Linked DNA regions of Sus scrofa: region 1 is linked to region 2. A link is a contact called in public HiChIP or PLAC-seq data. All regions are on one chromosome and are shown on one strand. The core of a region is the stretch at or near the end of the contact, and the rest is flanking DNA. Distances in the headings are between cores, read along the strand shown.

What was found. HiChIP or PLAC-seq counts read pairs in DNA pulled down with a chosen protein or histone mark.
Region 1: a contact with region 2 is called in an H3K27ac HiChIP or PLAC-seq map of skeletal muscle. The contact joins two enhancer-like sites. A contact is called at or near these places in 4 of 47 Hi-C or Micro-C datasets (embryonic fibroblasts, liver, retroperitoneal adipose tissue and 1 more) and 1 of 2 datasets of contacts at active chromatin or transcription factors (skeletal muscle).

The regions. Positions count from the first base shown.
Region 1 is chr2:46,646,912-46,654,400 of Sscrofa11.1, reverse strand. All of the region lies in intron 1 of TEAD1 (TEA domain transcription factor 1), which reads left to right. Among named protein-coding and RNA genes, the nearest start is that of TEAD1, 20 kb to the left of the region's middle. Within about 2 kb of position 3,655, at least 38 of the 83 cell types and tissues checked have an H3K27ac peak or open chromatin away from gene starts, as enhancers often do. A contact at or near this core is called in skeletal muscle, where this site is marked.
Region 2 is chr2:46,569,531-46,576,731 of Sscrofa11.1, reverse strand. The region is part of intron 2 of TEAD1 (TEA domain transcription factor 1); the gene reads left to right. Among named protein-coding and RNA genes, the nearest start is that of TEAD1, 97 kb to the left of the region's middle. Within about 2 kb of position 5,736, at least 9 of the 83 cell types and tissues checked have an H3K27ac peak or open chromatin away from gene starts, as enhancers often do. A contact at or near this core is called in skeletal muscle, where this site is marked.

The DNA.
Region 1 (7,489 bases), core at 2,406-4,905, 80 kb before region 2:
ATTTTTTAAAGGTCTATAATGATTTTTATTTTTTCCATCATAGCTGGTTTACAGTGTGTACAGCAGGGTGACCCAGTCACACATACATGTATACATTCTTTTTTCTCACATTATCAGGCTCCATCATGAGTGACTAGTTATAGTTCCCAGTGCTGTACAGCAGGATCTCATTGCTTATCCATTCCAAAGACAATAGTTTGCATCTGTTAACCCCAAATTCCCAGTGATCTCTCTAGTGCTTTATATATTTAGTGGAGCAGCCTCAAAACATGGCTTTGAAGTCAGGCTCAGGTTCTCCTTACTGGCTGTGAGGTCTTAGGGAAAATTAATCTCTCTGGGCTTCCATCTCCTCATCTGAAAAATGAAAATAATAAGATAAAGTGAAATATGATGGAACATGGTGAATAGCCCCATAGTAAGCTTCTCTGTTGGTTCCCTCAACCCATTCTGAAGTCTCCTGCTTCTTCTGTCCTGTTCTCTGTCCAAGATCCTGAGGGTTTTGTCCCAACCAGAGTGGACCAGTCTGACAGGCACTCATTTATTTGCTTTTCCATCTTCCTCCTTTGGGTTTTAGTTTTAAGCTTTTTTCCAGCTTCCTCTCTTGCTGGATTTCCTGCTCTGTTGTTTTTCTCTCTTCAGACAATTTCCCTTTTGCTTTCATATTTTCTCACAGACACACACACCATCCACTTTTCACCCTTTCTCCTCTGCTCTTATCATTTGAGATCTTAAAGAGACTTTTGAAGTTTCCCATGTTTCATCAAACATGTTCATCAGCAACACACCACTTCTCAGTTCTGCTGTCTCTCATTCTGGAGCACATTGAATCTCTTGGCTTGGGGGTTACGGGCACTCTTTAAAAGTTACTCTTTTGAAAAGACATAAATCGTTCTGATTCCCATTATGTTTATGAATTTGTGGAATTACACACATTTCTTCTACATATCTATTTGACCTTGGGCCATGTCTTTATTCTTTTTGAACCCCAGATTTTCACCTGTAAAATGGACATAGTAGTGCCTTCCTCGTGGGTTATCACAGCTGATTATAATTATGACTATGATAACCATCACCCAGTGGCCATGAATTAGAGTGCCAAGTATCTGTTTAGCACCTTTCTCTCTTTTTGAGGGAGGGGGACAGAAACAGTGTCTTATTTTAGATTTTTAAAAATTTTTTATCATGAACAGTTCAGTGTAGTTGAGGGTAGTGAATCTCGCTATACATACTATCGTCACTTAGCAACAGTCATCAATCCACAGCCATCCTTGTTTCTTCTAAATTCCTAGTTCCTTTACCACTAGATTATTTTGAAGTAATCCCAGATGTCATTACCATTTCATCTGTAAAGTTTCAAGTATGTATTTTAAAAATAGGACCCTTTTAAAAAACACCAACTGTAATATCACACAGTTGTGATATTACACAGCTTAATAATAATTCCTTAGTATGAAACATCTAGTTAGCGGTAGATTTCTTTAATTGTCTTATCAGTGTTTTCCCATAATTGGTTTGTTTAAATCAGATCAAAAGTTATCTTTGGTTGTTGTGTTTCTTAAAATTCTTTAAACATCTCTTCCCTCCATCCCCCGCCTTGCAATTGATTTGTGATGAAAGCCTTGTTTCTCCTGTAGAGTTCCCCTCATTCTGGATTTTGCTGTTGTATTCTCTTAGTGCTGTTTATCATGTGCTCCTGTCCTCTGGATCTCTTATAAATGCGAATTTAGGTCTGGAAGCTTGACCTGATACAGGTGTAATTTTTTTTTTATGTAAACAGGAATATTTCATAACTTGTATACCACCACGAGGCATGTGATGTCCACTTGCCTCTTTCTTTGTCATGTAAGTTATTCATTTATGATCTCTGCCTATATCTGTTACCTGTGGGTTTTGTAAACTGGTCATATTCCATCCTCTCACTGCTGCTTCATTTGTTAGCCAGAATACTTTTATAGAAACTTTCTCTTGTCAATTATTTGGTTAACCTGGCATAGAGTTGTACAGAAAAGCCGGGTTTATGGTCATTTTTTTCTTGAATATTGCTATGCATTTGTCGTTTTAAAATTATCAGATGCTTTTGAATCTGTTGTAGCTTCCTCTTATTGATGCTCAAATTGTACCATCTTTGGTCATTGGGAGTTTCTTTAGTTGGCCCCTGTGTCCTTTTGATGTGACCCTAATAGTTTTTGATAGCTTCCTTGCTATCCTATCTTTTTTGTGTATTCTTGGGTTTAGAATGAATCATTGCTGCAGAGTTTTGGTTGCTTTTAGTGGGAAATGGTATTTCAGAGCTAAACTTGGATACTTGGGTCTCTTTCTCCCACCTCCCCCTTCAGAAATGGATCCTACCTACCATGTCAACTTTTTCATCCATGAGTAAAAACTTTTCCTTCCACACTTGTCTCACGCGTGGCCGCTTTGGTTCTGATTTTGCTACTTCCATGCTTGTGTTTGTCATCTTGTCCTTTTCTCTTTCGAGGAAAAGTCCAGACTGAAGAATTCCCCTAGGACAGTTCATGGTTTGAGTCTCATCTTGCAGGCCAGAGCTCACATTAATTTAGGTTTCAGAAAAAACTTTAATCATTGCCTTCAGTCCTGTCTCCCTGATGGTTTGTTCTGTGTCTTGTTTAAATAAGCGGAAGGTGAGAGATTCCTTATCTTATTACCACTCTGAGCCATTCAGACCTCAAGCTGTATTTTGATGATATTGTTGGGGTCAATTTACACACATCTGTTTGAATAAAATACTCGTTGAATTAAGTTTTGTACCTTCCTCTCTCAAAGTGTTTAAAACAGAGTACATTTAATCTACCAGTCATTTAAAGAATTTATCACTAATACTTTATTTTTTAGAAGGTAAAAAATGTTAAGCTCTGTGGTTGTAGGCAGGTTTATGCATTGGAGTCCTATGCATTGGTTGTGGGAACACAACAGTAAGCCTCTAAGTCTAAAATGAATGTTTTTTTGTTTAATAGGTCTTGTATTAGATTTAATTTTGGTAATTTCTATTTTTGCTTTTTGGAAATTGTTTTATGCCATTGTTGGTGAATCACAGAATATGCACTTAGGCCAAAAAAAACAAAACGAAACAAAACAAAAACACCTCATTTTAAACATATCTACAGTGTTCTCTTCAGAGGTTCCCGTCAGGTCTGGAGTTTCAGCTTCAGTAATACTTTTTTGTTTTGTTGGTGAAACAAAGCCGAATGCGTTCACAGTCCAGCCAACACAGCCTCACACCAGAATGAATGAATAGTCCTGAAATTATCATCATCCAAGACATCCCTGAGAAATTAACTAGCATCCTGGCCTTTGAAATTTTGGATACTCATTTAACATACCCCCCCACTCCCGCCTTTTCTCTCTCCCTCTCTTTTCCCCTCTTTTTTTAAAGGCAGCAAGCTTCATGTAATGATTCCTCTGCATTAAGAAAAGTACAGTAGACCAGGGGTTTATTCCCTTCCCTTTCCTCCAGGGGCACAGGGAGAGGTTAAGGAACCCTGTAATTCACAGGCAGGCCTCTTGCCCTGAAGTTAAACTCATTTCATAAAGGGAATTTTCCTTGTGGTCCTGTGGCTCCCTAACACAGTAGAGGCTTCAGGAGGCAAGTGGTAAAAGCTACCAAAGAAAAAGCTGGACTGGAGCCACTGACGTCATGTCAGTAAATCTGCTGGAGGAACCCAGCCGGGCAGTGCCTGCCAGGCAGCCCTTGCACTTTGGCCTTGCCTGGTCAACTGGTCTTTCTGCTTCCTCCATCCCCCTTCTCTCTCCAGACCAGCCTGCCACTTTTGTTTTCTCTTCCCCCTTTCCCTCTGTGTGACTGAACTTGTATTAAAACTGGTAAACACTTTGAAGCCACCTCTGAAACTGGTTCTGTGCTTAATAGCCTGTATTGGGGGGAGGAGGCAGGGAAAACCCAGGGAATGGGGGGCCAGGGAGGCTTGAAAATTTCCCTAGTGGGATTTTTTTTTTTCTTCTTCTTTAGGGCCACATTCATGGCATATGGAGGTTCCTAGGCTAAGGGTCGAATCGGAGCTACAGCTTCCAGCCTACACCACAGCCACAGCAACACCAGATCTGAGCCTCATCTGGGACATACACCACAGCTCACAGCAACGCTGGATCCTTAACCCACTGAGTGAGCCCAGAAATCGAACCCACATCCTCATGGATACTAGTCAAGTTTGTAACCCTCTGAGCCACAACAGGAACTCCCCTAATGGGACTTCTTGGTGATGAATGAATCTATGAGGACAATATGGGGAGCAGCCAGAGGTGCCAGCGCCAGTCTCTGAACTTTTATTTAGAGGTTTGCTTTTCAGGACTGGGTGTGTGTGTGTGTATGGTGGGGGAAAGAGAAGACTGGTCAGAAGATGGGTGGAAATACTGGATTGCGTTTTTCTCATAGAGGGTGATTTAAGAAAACGAGTTCCATGAGTCTTTTATTACCCATTAGTCATTGGTCAGCTAACCCTGAACTCTCCCTGGTTTGCAACTGTAGCAGTTAAATCTAGAGCTGCATGCTACTTTCTGTCTTAGGTATTTAGAGTCACAACCCCACATGCGCCTGAATTAAAATATTACTGTGCTAAATCTATTTTTACATGGAGGGGAATGACATCTAAAAATAAACTTATCCCACCTGTTACTCACTTTTGGGAAATTTGGGACGCTGTCAAGTCACAGCCCATGGATTAAGCTCTTGATCATGTCTTCAAATGTGATATCCACATTCTACTTTTCCTGCTTTTGGTGTGATGTTTTCATTGTTTCATTAACCATTGTCCTCCTGTGTATTTTGCTGTGAATATTCTTTTGCAAATAAGAGGGAAGCATGGGTTCAGATTGGTTTTGAAGTTCCTGAGTCTTAGGGTCAGAAACTTATTCAAAGCAGTATCTTATCCATGAATCATTAGATGAGTCAGTTCCTGAAACCACTACAACCCTCATAGTTCTTGGCTACAAGCAAAAGCAGGAAATCCAGGCTTCAATAACTTCCTTTCCCAGTCCTGGCTATAGTCGAGTTGGTGGTTAGGTTCTGCTGCCTGCCTTTGTAAGCCGTAAGAAGATGTATGTCTGAGGAACAAAGGCACTCGAGTCAATTTATTGAAACTGTTTATAATTTGTGGCCTTGATCCGAATATTAGGCTGCATTGGCATACCCTGCTTTGCTGTCCAGTCCCGCACAACTCAGCCAGGAAAGGCGGCTGGTTGAGTCGCCGCTGAGATGCCCCTGCAAGTGCATGGGAAGTTTTTCACGGAGCTTTGAGTTCGGTTCCAGTGAATTCTAAAACTTGAGGGTGTGCACACAGACCTTAGGGGCAGAAAGCTCTGGAGTCCATATGTACAGCTAAAGTATCAACTTCTTTTGTTTTGTTTGCCCAGTGGAGAGAGAAAGAAAGACAGGGAGGGAGGGGAGGAGGGAGGGAGGGGAGGGAGGACACAGGAGTGCCAGCCCGCCGAGCTCTGGCCTGTGTCTTGCTCTTGCTTTTGCTTGTGTTTTACTTCCTTATACACAGGCTCTTTTTGTTGTTCCTTTTGCACTGTTATCAGGCCAGTCTTACTGATGTCAAAATCAGTTTGATAATTTTTATTAAATATTTTTAAAAGTGAGGGAAAAATGTGAAGTGCTTTCTCCTGAAGTCATGGGTCTCTGCACCCTGTGTGTGTGTGTGTGTGTGTGTATTCTTTCTTATGAGCTGTCTCCCCTCACCTGCTCCTAAGTCGACTTGGTTTCTCCACCTGTATGGAGTTGGTGCTCTGCTGCTTTCACACTTTGCTTGTGAATGTATGGACTTTTTCGATCTTGAAAAAAAATTAAAATTGAGTGTGATACGTTTTCATTTATCAGCTCTAATGTTCTTCTCTGACTCTAATTGGTGTTGGCTAGCTGGGGGATTTGAGAACGTGGGACTGAAGCTAGACTTTTTTTCCACTAGGTTTATATGGTGTCATTAGAAGTTCTGATAGGAGTCTAAAGATAGAGGGGATAGACAGACCCCGTGAAAAAGATGAGGAAAGAGAAGGAAAAAAAATGAAATGATGAGCAGTTGCATATTGATGCCTTTTAAATTGAGCTTGTTTCCGATTCATAGCTGGCTCAGAAAGGTCCAATTCTATTTCAGCCTTTGTAAAGGATAAAATAAAAGCAAATGCAAAAGTTTGCCTGCCTTCTTAATGAAGCCTGGCTGATTCAGAGCACGGCCAGGCTGGTGGGTGCCACTTTGTTCTTCCTTGTCATTTGTACTTGTATTTGGGTAATTCTGTGTTCAACTTCAGTCTGAGCTAAGAGGTTCTGACGAGCTTTTGAGAAAGTTAGACTCATTTTGATTTCAGAGGTTGGACTGAGAGTCACAATATCTGACATTTGGTTTTCCAGATGTCAGGTTTGTCAAAAAAAAAAAAAAAAACCTCTTTGTCCTAGGTGAGTTTGTTAGGAAATCACTGAAAAGATATTTCTATTATTAATGTGTGAAAAGTAACTCTCTAAACTTGGGAAAGATTTTGTCTTATGTGGTGAGAGATGACAAACCCAATTATTTTTATTTGTCCTGCATTGATCTAAGAGTTAACTTCTTTTTAATGCAGCTTTCAGGCTAGGAGTGCAGACTGAATCTTGAATTGCTTACGGTCTCTGGACTGAGTTGTTCGGGGCCAGGGATTGATTCATTAATTAAAATCAATGTAAATGGATTTGTAAAGCCTCCTGTAACAGATTATCTTATTAGCAACCACACAGAGCAGCCCATGATCTGGGAGGAATGTGTTTGTTGCTCTAGGTGAAACAGACCCCCACTGATGGACTCTTTGGGGCTACTTTATGAAAAACCCAGTGGCTTTTGTACGGAAAGAGCCTTACTTAACCTTTACACTGAACAGATTCTTTCTACAGAAAAATATTTTTAGTACACCTGCCCTAGAAGGCTTTAGTTCTGTGTGTTTGTGTGTGTGTGCGTGTGTCTACCTTGACTGTATCTCTCTCCCACCTTTGCATTCATGATTCAAGGACATTTTCCTGTGTTGGCCAGGTTCTGCCTGTTTCTAGGCAAGATTCCCACCGAAAACCCTTCTGTAAAGAGAAAGGAGGAACCAGAAATAAATTCCTGTTTGATAACAACAAAATGGTTTTTTTCGCTGACCCAAGCAACCAACAGGCAAACTACAAAGAAGACATTTATCTGTTATTTGAGGATCTGGCTGTACAGCTGTGCTTCCTTGGAGTGATGATAAGAAAAGACGGTACCTTTTGAAAACCTTGTGGCTTTAACAAAGGTCAGAGTTCATTAAGCTGCTGTCATGTTGTTGTTTTTTGCAATTGTGCTGGACAGGTAGATATCTTCTACAGTCAGACCACCTCACCCACCTCCTCTCTGATGTTTGGATCAAAGGGGGGCATCTGACCCAAGCTGAGTTGAATGTTCTCTCCTGAATATTTTGGGATTGAGACAGCAATCCTAATTGGTCTTTGATGTTCATGCTGCAGTTTAGG
Region 2 (7,201 bases), core at 4,487-6,986:
AAATGCTCCCTTGAAATGCTGTGACCTGCTTTTGTGGTAAGGGATCATTGTAGCTAGCCTCCTACTGAGATCCATTCCTTGTATTGGGTTGCATGATCTTGGTAGAATTTTAGTTGGCTGTCCAGGGGACAAATCTCAGCTGAAGAGGAGAGTCAGTAAAGGACCACTGGGAAATCATTCCTTGGTTTTTCTTCTTTACATCAAAAGCTCTCAAGGATTAGGTAGGTCTTTGCAGTGGCGTATGCAGACACCAAACGTGGAGGCTAGTTCTTCCGAGTATAAGCCCTTGCTAGAGGAAGCCCCAGATAACGATGGGGGCTCCATAGAAATGGGGCTTGGTACTGTCAGATCGAGCAAGCTAGATTTTTATATATGAAATCTACTCATGTTTAAAAGCCAGAACATTTTTTTTTTTTTTAATTTTAACCCTGTATAGGCCAGATAAAACATGTCCCATGGACTTGATCAGACCTTGGACCCACCAGTTCACTGCTTTGTTGCCAGTTTGCAGCTGAATGGCCACACAAGGCAGTGACCTCCAGATTATTCTCACCAGTCCCCTCTTTACATGGTGGCCCCTCAAAGTGTGTTCTAAACCCCAAGATTGCCCAAGAGGATGAGACCAGTTGACCAGATGGCTGGGGATTCCAAAGATGGCAGCATGCACCCATCCAATAGCCTGGGGTTTGGCCATTGGGTTTGGATGTGCCCTGCACCTTCTACAAAGGCTTCCAGCTGCTGACCTGTACTTTTTGGCACCTTACCTTTTGGGAGGCAGATGGCAGGTGGTTGTGTGTACATTCTCCTTGTCTAATTGGGCACATTGAGTTGACAGAGTTTGCACTGTGGCTGAGTCTAAAGAGATGCAAACAAATAACCTAAACTCAAAGAGAACTGGCTCAGCAGCCTACCAGAGGTTGTTAACTTATCATGGGAGTGATTTATTTCTAAGTAATTTGAAAGCTCTTCCATAATAGGGTGTTGTACCTTTAATACTGCACTTCCTCTACCAGGAGCTGTAGGAGGCTGCAGTGCAAACTAGCACACGCTGCTAAGGGGAAAGCAGATGGTGGTGCAGCTGCCACCAGCTGTGTCCCCCCACCCTGCCCTCCCCCCTCTCCAACTTGGATGATGTAATGGAAACAAGGAAAATTTTGCTTTCTGCAGCATCGGAGTCTCTCTCTCTCTTGGCCAGTTGGTGTCACACACAGGGGAGAGAGAGAGAACCCAAACCTTCAGTATTTGTTTTATGCTCTCATGTGATCCTTTGTAGCCAAAGAAGCTTCTTCGTGTCTAGTAAAATGGACTCAGGATGAAACATCTCAGCTGCTGTGGGTAGAAGGTTTCAGGGCCTTCCATTTTCTGTGTGCTTCTATCTTTCCTGGGCTACCCTTCCTCAGCTTGTCTCTTTGCTTTCAGAGTCTTGGTTTCATACCAAAAAAATACAACATCCTGATTTTAAAGGCAGAGTAAAGCACTTTAATCTTTGAGCCTTCTTTGAAGCTGACTTTACTAGGATTAGTGAAGGTGGCTTCGGGCCACTCTACCTTGTACTCCCTTTTGTTTATCCAGCAATTGTTTTAATCTAAAATACTGCCCTAGTGTTGGACACGCTGGTTGAGAATAACTGATGCCTTTCATTTCTCACTGGGAATACTGGGAAAGGCACTGGCTCTTTAGGAACCAGATTTTCAGACTAATGATAAGAACAGAATTCCAAGCAAAAGTTAATTTTTTTCAACTCCAATTTGGATTTTTTTCTCCGTTGATTTTACTTTTGGGGTAGCAGCCATGGTAGATTGGAGCAGTTTGCCTAGAACTGCATTACAAGAATAATTTGTAAAAGTAGTTGTGTAAGAGCCACTGTTGGTAATTGAGAGTCAGAGGCAGCAGGCTAGGAAGAAGACCTGTGAGAAGGTTTGGATTTGAGTGGTCTACCACCAGTGAACTTGAGCAGTCCTAGCTTCAGTCCGTGTCTGGCTTTTCTCCCCCCTGTACAAAAAGAGGGTAAAAGTAGATGATGTCCATGGTCCTTGGGACGTGCGCACTTTATGATGCTGTGATTTTGTGACTTGTACCTCAGTGAGAATGGTCAATCTGTTGACAAATATGGCTCTAGTTGTAGAGCATGTCTTTAATACCGAGAGTAAGCAGGTCCTGAGACCACACATTCTCAATGTACAAATTCTTCTTTCCCTGAAATCTCCATTATGTTTACTAGCTGTGTTGGTGTCCAGCTTAATTAGGGGCCATTGTTTTGAGCAAGCAGCAATAGGAATTATAATTAGAAGATTGTGTGTCCTGATTGGGATACAGGAGATGCATTTGCTGCAGTGGCACTGAAGCCACCTGCCTCTCCAGGCCTCTTCCGTTCTTTGGTCAGAGTGGTAGAGCTTTGCTTCTGCTGCTGCTTTGGAAAGGAAACATGGTAGTTATCAGGTCTGTGGGTGATGGAGACTAGAACTCTTAAGGGGAGCTGTCCCACATGCCTGGGAACCGTCTGTGACCTGCCTGAAATTTTAAGGACAGAGGGTTGATTTGGGAGCCTCCACAGTGAGATCCTAGGCCTCAGAAAATTGAGTCATGTGAGCAGTGTGGGGCCAGAGCTACTGTTCCTTGGCTTCTGGCCTGTTCCCCATCTTACCACACATGAATCAGGACACAATCCAGACCAGGAGTCATCTCTGAAAGTCCTAAGAGCATGCTTTTTCTCTTAAACATTTTGAAAATGAAAACATAGAAAACATTTTGGGTTCCAAGGAGTAAAATCAAAATAATTTAATACCTTTTAGTGAAATACCAAGTGTATTTGACTTGAGGGGGTTATTCCGATCTTTCTGAGGGCCTGTAGAGTATTGTGATGTCACTAATCCGGAGCCTTTGGAGAAGCAAGGTCAAGTGCAGTGCTGATTTATTTTGGTAATGAAATCTCCTCTGTGGTTGGCAGTAGGGCAAATGCAGTCTTATAGAGGGGAAAAATGGAAAGCCCTCTTTATGATGAGGTTTGGACCTTTAGAAGAGATGGCTTAATTTTCTCTCTGCTATGTGGGTCTTTGGAGAAGCTGAGCCTTTATGTGGTTGGTCTCCATGTGGACAGGTTATTTCTGCCTGCGGCACCCTATGAGCAGGAAGTTGTTCTTAGGGATAATTAGAAAGAGGGGGCAACGTCTTGACTGTTCCTGAGAGTTTGCAAGCTCCCTCCCTCCCTTTCTCAGTGTTTTCTTTTTCCTTTTTCTTATTTTTACATAGCTGTATGTCTCTTTTGTTGGTAGATGGTTGTGGAGGAGATAGTGGGACGACAAGACGGCAGAGAAGTTTTTGATCAGCAAGGTTGCCTGGAATTGAATTTCACAGGAGCAGGCCACAGCTTAAAATAAGACAGAACAAAACAGTGAACCATGGACTGTCTGAATCTGTTTGTTTCTGTCTGTCTGTCTTTTTAAGGCCATACTCGAGGTATATGGAGATTACCAGGCTAAGGGTCCAATCGGAGCTATAGCCTCTGGCCTACGCCACAGCCACAGCAATGCCAGATCCTTAACCCACTGAGTGAGGCCAGGAATTGAACCTGCGTTCTCATGGATACTGGTCAGATTCGTTTCTGCTGAGCCACAGTGTAAACTCTTGGGTATCTTTCTATTGCACCTGAAAACCCTAGTCTAGTCAAATATCTCCTGTAATCAAATTAAGGAGAGGTTAACTCCCAATTCATTGATTGCTTGCTTTATAGACAAGCAAGTGTGGCACCTAAAATTTGTATCTTCCATCTCATGCTCACAGAACATTTTGAGGTGGATATTGTGATCTGCACTTTGTATATGAGGAAGCTAAGAGGGATAAAGGGGCTTGTGCATGATCACTATAAATGGTATAGCTGGATGTTTTCAAAACCAGGTCTGGGAGTTCCCATCGTGGCTCAGCGGTTAGTGAACCCGACTAGAAACCATGAGGATGCCAGTTCGATCCCTCGCTTTGCTCAGTGGGTTAAGGATCTGGCATTGCCTTGAGCTGTGGTGTAGGTCACAGACTCAGCTTGGATCCCGCATTGCTGTGGCTCTGGCATAGGCCAGCGGCTGCAGCTCCGATTAGACCCCTAGCCTGGGAACCTCTATGTGCTGTGGGTGTGGCCCTAAAAAGACAAAAAACAAAACAAAACAAAACAAAAAACCCATTTCTCCCTGACTCCCAAACCTGGGCTCTTTCCACTACGCTTTCATTCCTTCCTTGCTGGAGGTCATCATAAGTTAATTTAACAAATTGGTATTGAGCACTGCCTACATTCTAGCCCCGTATGAGGGGTTGTCAGGGATATAGCAGTGAGCCAGACAGACATGGTCCCTGCCCGCATGGAGCAAGTTCATTTGCAGGAAACACTGACCTGAGGTCAGGGCTGCGTGCCAGAGCTTTCTGGGAAGTCTGAGAGCCCTTTGAAGATGGTCACCTTCCACTTAGCCTTTTGAAGCCTGTTCTTGGCCACTAGTATCCAGGGCACCTGGCCCAATGCTGGCAGGAAGAAAGTGTCTCAAATATCGCAGTGGGGAGGATCCTAGATCACAAGGCTGGCCTTGGTGGTGGCCAGGAAGATGTCTGGAAGATTCTGGTGCTGTAGGATCCTACAGGCAGCCAGGGCACAGCAATTGCTGGACAATGACTGTCTCTTTATGAGTAGGTGTCTTCAGGGACTTTGGTCAGGTTGGCTCCGGGGCTGCCCCCTTTCTTGTTGGGATGCCATGCCTGCTGGTCAGCTATCACAGAGCTGAGTTGTGTCGAATAGAAAAGATGAGGAGGAAGACATCTCTTGGCCAGGCCTCCCCAATTGCTGACCTGAGCCGTCCTGGCCAGGAGAGCACAGGAGTTGGACTTGCCTCTTTGCTTACTTCATAGAAGCACAAGGCAGAAGAGAGAAGGGGCCCTTTCAGTGAGGTGGTGGCAGAACTGACAAAGGGGCATCAGAAGGAGTGCATGCAAGCAGATAGGAGTGTGCACCAGTTAATCAGAGCAGGCAAACAGGCTGACATCTGAGGTCCCTAGGCTCCTCCTAATTTGGAGGACAGGTCAAGGAAATGCAACGCCATTCCTTTCTAAGACAGTGGGCTTTCTGTGAGCTCCAGGAAGGTGGTCTGTGTCTGTGGAAATGACTATAGAATCGAAGCCTTGTAGTATCCCCAGGCCTTGGAGGAAGGAGCCTTGAGGACTGAGCTGAACCTGTTCTTTCCGGTTCTTAATCTGAGCATCATTTAGCATCTTTGATTTCTTTTTTCTGTCTGACCTGTGATTCAGGATATTATTTCAAGTGAATTAGCTAGGAACGTGCAGTACAAAGAGCTGTGCCCTTAGAACAGGCCAGAAGCTCCATAAGGCTGAGACCCCACCATGACTGTCTTGCTGGACGTAGAAGGTGTCAGTGATGTTTGTTGAATGTACACATATGTGAACTATTGTTTAAAACAAAGAAAGGGGAGTCAATAGGCCTCTGAGCCTTGAGAGGAACTGGCTAGAAAGGAAGGGCGAAAGCAGGAAAAAAAAAAAATGAGAGAGAAAAAGATGTTTGTATATTTAATAGTCTCTTAGTCTGAGAAGGAAGAAATGCTATTTTTTTGTGTGTGATGTGTATTGACAAATGCTAGTTCCAGAGGCAGGAAGGATTTCTGTCCAAATAGGCAGAGTAGTGGAACAAGGGTTAATTCAGGGATCCTCAGAACAGATGAGTAATGGGAGATTTTGAAATAGTTTGGTTCCTGTGAGAGTAGCAAAGTCAGAGTCATCAGTGTTTGGATTGGGAAGCTTAACATATTGGCAGCGGTGGTGGGGGAGGGGGTTGGCAGAGGTTGGGCCTACCAGGGTTTATGCACAAGGTGTGAGCCCTTATGTAATCCAGGTTTAAAAAAAGCTGATTAGGATGGCTCAAGAACTGGTCATAAGCAGAGATAAAAAAGATAATGTTAAATTATCACTGAGTTGGAAAGTTATGCTTTCCAACAGCTTTCCGTGGCAGTGCATGAGCACTGGGATTCAGGAAGACATGGGTTCATAAATTGTTGAGTGAAAGCCTGTACTGTGCTTTGACTGTGAGTGGGGACTATAGGTATAAAGCAATTAAGATAGCTGACCTGTTTGACCACTTACTGTGTGCTAGGCACTTTCTCATTGCTTTAGAATATGTTATCTTGCTTATTCCTCAGAGCAACCCAGTGACAGGGGTTACCATGATTACCCCCAATTTACAGCTGAGGAAGCTGAGGCCCACCAAGGTCAAGTTATTTGCTCAAGGTCACAGTAAATAAGTGGTGGGGTTGACATTTGAAAGTCAGCTTAATACAACAAGCCAGCTAGTATGACTAACTGCAGTATTGATAGGGAAGGAAGTCTATATACTAGGGATATATACAGCTCAGTGGTATGGCAGCAGAAAGTGGGATTACTTATGATTGGGGAATGCATGTGTCCATATTTAAAAATGCAGGGAAGTAGAAGAGTTAGAGTCTGAGAGGCAGACTTAGATGGGCTAGCTTTGTTCAGTGGGAAAAAGGCCACTTAAGTGTTTTTTTGTATTTTTTTTATTTTTAGCGTGTGTTTTTGTTTTTAAACTTACTTTGGATGGCAGACCCCCTTTGAGAATCTATAGAAAGTTGTGGATCTCCAAAAAAAACAAAATGCTTATTTGTGCATAGTTATGGAATTGTTGCATATAACTTCAGATGATTTCTGAAGCCTAGGTCAAACCTGCTACTGTGGGGAGAGAGGGAAAGGAAGGGCACTTAGGCCTAAGGGAACAGCGTGATAAAGGCACAAAGTCCTTAGAGGGCACAGCTCTGGTGCTCTTAGAACTGAAGGTGTGTCCTGGGGGGGTGGTATGGTGAATGAGCCTGGAAATGTGGGCTGGCACTGCATCATGGAGGGCCCTGAGTGCCTGGTGGCCATCCTGGAACAAAGGAAAGCCATTGCATCTTTTTAGGAGAGATGATGTGACTTTGCCTGTGTTTGACAACGCCAACTCTGGAGGTATGAAGACAAGTTAGATGGCTATTGCAGTAGGTCAGTCGGAGAGGATGAGCCAAAAGTACCTAATGTCAGTGCTGGCAGAGAAGTTTTGGTGGTAAAACCAATAGGACTGGTTGACAGAATGGGATTTGTGCATGAGAAGGAGGGGTTGAAGATGATTCTAGGATTTGTTGCTGGGTGATGAGGAAGATGGCAGGAC